2 separate regions of the Danio rerio genome follow, and region 1 is linked to region 2. A link is a contact called in public Micro-C data. All regions are on one chromosome and are shown on one strand. Each heading gives the region's core, a stretch centred on a gene start, on an enhancer-like site or on the middle of the called end of the contact. The rest is flanking DNA. Distances are from core to core; before and after follow the strand shown. Region 1 holds the start of ptpn23b (protein tyrosine phosphatase, non-receptor type 23, b). Region 2 holds the start of cpne4b (copine IVb).

Region 1 (3,248 bases), core at 702-3,201, 210 kb before region 2:
GCTAATGTAGGTATTTAGTAGGCATGGGCCGGTGTGAGATTCTGACGGTATAACCTTGGATAAAAATATCACGACATTGTGATTACTGCTTTAAAATATGTTCTTTTTAAATTTCTGCTTTTTAACTTTCAAATTGCAACAACTTTTGTTAAGTGAACAGTATATTTCTATATAAAGAAACATTTTAAATATTTTGGAACCGTAAACATGTCTAAATAATTTAAACAAATTATTGATCTCCGCTATATTCATTAGTTTGAAACAGACAGATTTCTTTACAACTTTAAAAAAAGACATATTTGAATTTCTTTCTTGTCTTTGGATATAAAGTAAGCCACTGCACTGTTCAGATATATAGTTGGCCTATACGATGTTCTGACTTTTTCAGAATCATGGGTTAACCAGTAGCTTATGATGTGGATAGTCCTTTAAGGTCTTTTCTTAAAAAAAAAAAAAAAAAAAACTAATTAAAATATTAGTAAAAACATGTAAAAATAAAAAAAAACAATAAATAAATAAATCTATGTATATATATATATATATATATATATATATATATATATATATATATATATATATATATATATATATATATATATGAAATTACATATATCCAAGGAACAGTATAACAGAAAGATTTTGAGGTTTTAAATCTTGACGTTTCTAAAGCACAATAAACCTTGAAACCATTTATCATGACATGCCTAGTATTGGGACTGAAGCAACTAATTAATTAATTAATTTTCACTGACGAGAGGCAGGGTTGCTTTTTTAGCTACTGAGAAATTGCAGCTGCTGTCTGCGCTTTCTATGTCTTTTTACACCTCCCTTTCTTCATGTGTTTCACTGCTTTTTTCTGGTGTCACTGCACTTGTTTAGAAATAACTTAATTTTCTATACTAATTATTAGTTTATTTTCTTGTATGTATCAATTATTTTACTTGTTAATGACATCTGGTGAAAACTGCAAGTCAACAGCAGCTTTATATTTTCTGAGAAAAATGGTGACGTGTTTAATTTTTCATTATTTGACCTTCTGTACATAATAACATTTTGAAACAATGCACTGAAAACAAACATTTTATAACAATCTAAACTTTAACAACAATCAAATGGTTAAATGTTGATTTTAATATATGTTAAATGCGTGGGTCCATGAACACGTCTTTAAAAGTTTGTAGTGTGGTGTCAATGCAAATGTGAAGAAGATCATTTGGTTTTCAAATGGCCATGTTACATGCTATATGCTTGCTGGTTTAATGACGACAATGTCCATTTACACTTTATGACTGCTGCTAAATAGATTTAAAAGTAATTCTGCACTTGAAAGAAAAATACAGCTCCTTGCCAAAAAGAAAAAACGGTATAAAGAACTGCGCAATAACTGTTTTGCAATACTTGCACTGAAAAAGACTCCTATATGTTTCAAAAAGCCAGGTTATCTTTAATTACTTAGTGCTTTTTAAAATGTAAATTGTGCTAAGGAAGCTTGGCATACATGAAGAAAATGGAATAAAAAGCGACAACAATCTTTCATAATAAAGTTCTAACTGGTGATCAATTAAAAGTGTCACCTTACATCATATTAATCTTTCGCAAAAACACTTTTAGACATACTTCTGTCAGTCAGAAACAGTAACAATCATAAAAAGCTGATCACTGTTGTACGACAGCCTGAAAAATGGGCTCACCTGTCTGACAGTGGGACTAAACTCAAAGTCCCCCGCTTCCTTAAGCTCCAGCCATATCATTGGCATCCTGGGAACGGCCTCCATTATACCTCTGCGAAAGTACTCTTCCAACTAGAGAGCGCTTTTCAGCTGTTTCGTATAACTACTTTTTTAATCTCAAAAGACGAAGCTAATTATGCTTCGATCTGATCAAAAAACTTGTCGCCCGGATCCGCCTGACGCTCCCACCTTTGACTCTTCTTCAAAACAAATACGTCACCGGAAGTACGTCAACAAACGTTTACAACTTAAATGAGCTATTTACGTTATTATAAAAATATTAGAAATGTGTTTCTGTCAAAGAAAATAATTACTCAGAGGGAAGCATTTCTTTGGAATTCTCTAATAGATAAAATTAATTGGAAAAAAGCTAGCTCTTCCCTTACAAATTCCAAACAAAGGTAGTGTTACGCAATATCTACCCCACTAACGAGATTGTTTCTAAATTTGGTAATCCTAATTCAAATTGTGTCTTCTGTCACTCAAGTATCGAATCGATTGATCTTTTTATGTTAAATGCCCACATATTATGGTATTTTGGTCTGATTTATCCGTCTTTTTTACGTCAAAATGTGAGTTTAACAATGATTTTTCCATGCGTAATTAATTTGCTACTTTTCTTATGACAAAAATAACAGAATTTAGAGGCAATTTATTTATTTTATTGGGTAAAAATTCTATTCATAAATTTAGGTTTTCTTCATCATTACCTAAGTTGCAGAATTGTATTTGACTTTAATTGTCTAAAATGTTTACAGCAAAAAAAGTGTTAAAACTGTGAAAATTTATAAGGATTTTGTAAATATTATTTAATTTGATAGTTTACCTGATAGTTTTTTATCATCTTATGTTATTATTTGTTATTATTATTATTATTATTATTCATTTTACTTGTTCATGATTTTACTTGATGCCATCTATTGTTATGGTTATTATGATTGTATTGTTAAAACCCAATGCAATTCTTAAAAGAAAAAAGAAAAGAAAGAAAAAATCTATTTACGTTATTATTCTGCCTTCGAATATATGTCATAAAACTTTTTTTGTACAAGTGAAGCTGAAACCTAAATCTTGTTTTACTTAATTTAAAAATAAACAAATTATAATAATAATTATTTATTTAATATTTATGATACTATATATACTATGTGATATATACTATATATACTATACTATAATATATGCTATAACAACATGATACTTTTTCACTCATTAAGTAAATTTAAGTTACAAATAACTTATAAAATTTTGCCTTTTAAATGCAGTTTTAAATGTCACATTTTCAGCATGCACCATTTTAAGGAAACAAATATATTAAAGCAAATGTTATATTTATTTTCATTAATGTTGATTTATAGTTATTGAACACCAAATGAACGCTGTTAAATGCTTAATTTGGCAGAAATGTTGCTCTTCCTTAATGTTTTTTTTTCCCGCTTTTCTCATGTTCAAACACACATGCACTATGATAATGTGCTCTAGGTGGCAGCAGTGTATTAGTTTTTGTCAGGGTTTCGA
Region 2 (3,193 bases), core at 312-2,811:
TTCCTTTTAAGCGCCACATTTTTGTTATCATTATTGTTATTTTTAGATAAAAGAGGCTGGCGCACCTTTATGGGCTGCTGCAACCCTTCAGAGCCTCACATGGAGTGCAAGATGGACAAAACTATCGCGAGCAACCCCCAGCAGATTTTACTGTAAGCAATCATGTCCCACTTTGATGCAGTGCTTTAATGCACCTGGACAGATTAGGTGAAATGACTATGCAGGTGTTCACGTTTGTGTGCGCATAGTTATACTTCTATGTGTATTTGCATTGCATGTACTGAAATAATCCTGGAAAGCATGGTGTTTCCTGCAATATGATGAATAATCAAGCACTCACACAGGAGTACAGTGGATAGGCTCATGTGGACTGCTGGCCTAGTTTTCATGCTGTTAATTTGTGCTAGCTATAAAAGTGTTTGGACAACAGATGCAGATATTCTCTTTATATTATGTGAATATACATTAAATCAAACACTCCACAAGCTTGTACCACTCTGCTGTAAGTTTTTTGAAAAATACTATACAGCTGATGCAATGCATGTACATGTCAAATAGACAAAAGTGTTCTGTTCTATGGTGGAAGAAAGAATGAAGAGATGCCTCCTTGAATGAAAATAATACAGTGTTCAAATTTAGTTTCAAACTGTAAATTGAGATAATGTTAAACTGGGTTAATTTTTGAGAAATTAATATTCGTACAGTTTTTATGTTTGATAGAGCATCATTTTACTCAATTTTACTAAATCAATTTACACATTTATGCACGTCACATGACTCCTAGGCTACACCACACTGCACTGCCTCAGTTTTGTCTTGCATGCAAAAGTTTCTCAGGGCATAAATATAGCTAACATGACATCTAACAAAATAAATAAAAGAAAAAATAATAATACTAAAAAATAAAACTACTTGCACTACAATTTTCAAAATGTTCAGCTTTTCAGTGCCCATTTACTGTTTATTTTCTTGGCATACATCAGTCTATTTGGCTTTTACCTTAACAAATGAATCAGAATTACTTTTATTTTAAAAACATGTCAATCATATAACGAAGTAAATTCCAATAATGTTAGTACGAATCATATTTGTTAGTCTTACAGTCTTTCTCAATTTGTCTTTTAATGACCCACAAACACCAAATGACATGTTGAAAAATTGACTGACAGCTAAGGTCTTACAATAGATGAACAATTACTACAAACACAATTCGATTCAAACAGAATCAACCGCCCTCTTTAAAACACTGATAGTATTTATGCATGTTCACATAAAATGTATGCTTAAAACTTAGATATTTTGGGGTGTATGCAAAACTATGAGGTACATTGTTTATAAAGGCACAAAACTTACCCACTGTTTTAAGTATAAGAACAAATCCCAAGGTATGCGAGAAAAAGTTCCTCAGTTTTAAGATTGTGTTGAGTGCAGTTTACGCACTGGACTCATTTTCCATCTGATTCCATGTTTAGATTTTCAGCCGTCATAAAAAAATGCAGCTCCATCGGGTTGAGCGTTAAAGGTGATGGATAGTCCGACCTGCAGGATCCTCTCTCCACATAAGAGCAGGGCACGCGCGCGCACTCCACTTAACTTCACTGTTTAGTCCTACTGTCAACGCTGGAGAGGAAGTACATGGCGCAAATACAGTGTAACCCTGCACTCTGGCGGTTAGTTCTGCAAATTACATTTAATCCCCATACAGGCATATAGTGAGAGTAAATGGTTGTATTTGATTTTTGGGGGTCTGGCCTTAAACAAATCCAGTAGGACGAGTAAACTGATTGTGAATTGTTGAGTGTGTGGTTGTCTGGTGAATATTTTTTTAGTTTGGTACAACATGTCGCAAAATAGGTATATGTTTTTGGTACAGATGCGCTGTAGAAAAAAATTTATTGAGCGATATAATATGCTCCTTCGGGCACAAAAAGATATGTGTTCATGGAGACTTGACAAGAATAGAATAGAATAGAATAGAATAGAATAGAATAGAATAGAATAGAATAGAATAGAATAGAATAGAATAGAATTACTATTTGTGGTATAGGTCCGTAGGCAGCCTGACGAAAGAGGTGGTTCTTTTTACTCAAAAAATGGACCTTTTTGCAGTTATTCGCCTCATTTTCTATTTAATTATGAGGTGTAAATACTGCATTTTAAGCACTTTTTTACTGGATTAGCTTGTCACATGGTCACACTTTTTGATGTACCAAAAGCATTTCCTGAAGATTTAGAATTAAGAAATAATACAATAATATATACAAAAAATATACAACACTTGTTTTAAAAATACTAATTTATTACATTTTATATCATTAGGAGAAAATAGAAATTTGTTTTTAAACAAAAAAGTGTAGCCTATTATCATTTATTACACTCTCAGAAAAAAATGTTACAATGTTGTAAAAAAACGGTGAAAACCCTTGTCACTGGGGCAGTACCTTACATTTACATTTAGTCATTTAGCAGACGTTTTTATCCAAAGCGACTTACAAATGAGGACAAGGAAGCAATTTACACAACTATAAGAGCAACAATGAATAAGTGCTGTAGGCAAGTTTCAGGTATGTAAAGTGTAAGAAGCAAAACATTAGTAATTTTTTTCTACCTTGCAACAGAATTGTGCCTTAAGACAAAGAAACAAATTTGTCATATCCAAAATTTGTAATTTATTATCAGTAAATATAAAACATCAAATACATTTTTAAACAAGGTTTCAGTTCATAATAAAAGTTTTTTGTGTAAATACACATTTTCAATTTACAATAAAGAATAAAACATACTTCACACAGAAATTAAAGATTTATGTTTTTGCTTAACATTTTTCACAACACTGTTAACAAAAATGTTACAGAAATACATTCTCTCATGTACAATATAACAATTTGTTTGCCAGTTTTCACACAATACCTTTTCTAATCACTTAAAAGTATTTTAATTAACTTTATTATAAAATGGAAATAGAATTATGCAAAAGTATTGTAACGAGAAATGCACAATGTTGATTAGTTTTACAATAATAAAATGTTTGCATGAACACTTTGCATATGCAGTACTTTTGCTAGCTCATGTGCATAGGGGGAAAAACAAAAGGTGTGGATATCAATAATGAAAATGTATTTTTCAGAAAATGTTTACCATATGTTTATTAAAATGTCATAAATGTTTAGTTTTGTTTTATCAGTTGTTTTGT

What was found. A called contact is a pair of places that touch in the nucleus more often than the background predicts.
Region 1: a contact with region 2 is called in a Micro-C map of caudal fin, with 15 times the contacts expected there. The contact joins the promoter of ptpn23b here to the promoter of cpne4b in region 2. A contact is called at or near these places in 5 of 18 Hi-C or Micro-C datasets (caudal fin, embryo, hematopoietic stem cells and 1 more) and 3 of 4 datasets of contacts at active chromatin or transcription factors (caudal fin, embryo and gastrula embryo).

The regions. Positions count from the first base shown.
Region 1 is chr19:21,498,303-21,501,550 of GRCz12tu, reverse strand. It overlaps ptpn23b (protein tyrosine phosphatase, non-receptor type 23, b), which reads right to left and starts at 1,951. Exons shown (of 20, transcript NM_001044928.1): 1 at 1,692-1,951. The coding sequence starts at 1,775.
Region 2 is chr19:21,285,119-21,288,311 of GRCz12tu, reverse strand. cpne4b (copine IVb) reads right to left here and starts at 1,561. Exons shown (of 16, transcript XM_003200571.7): 1 at 1,354-1,561.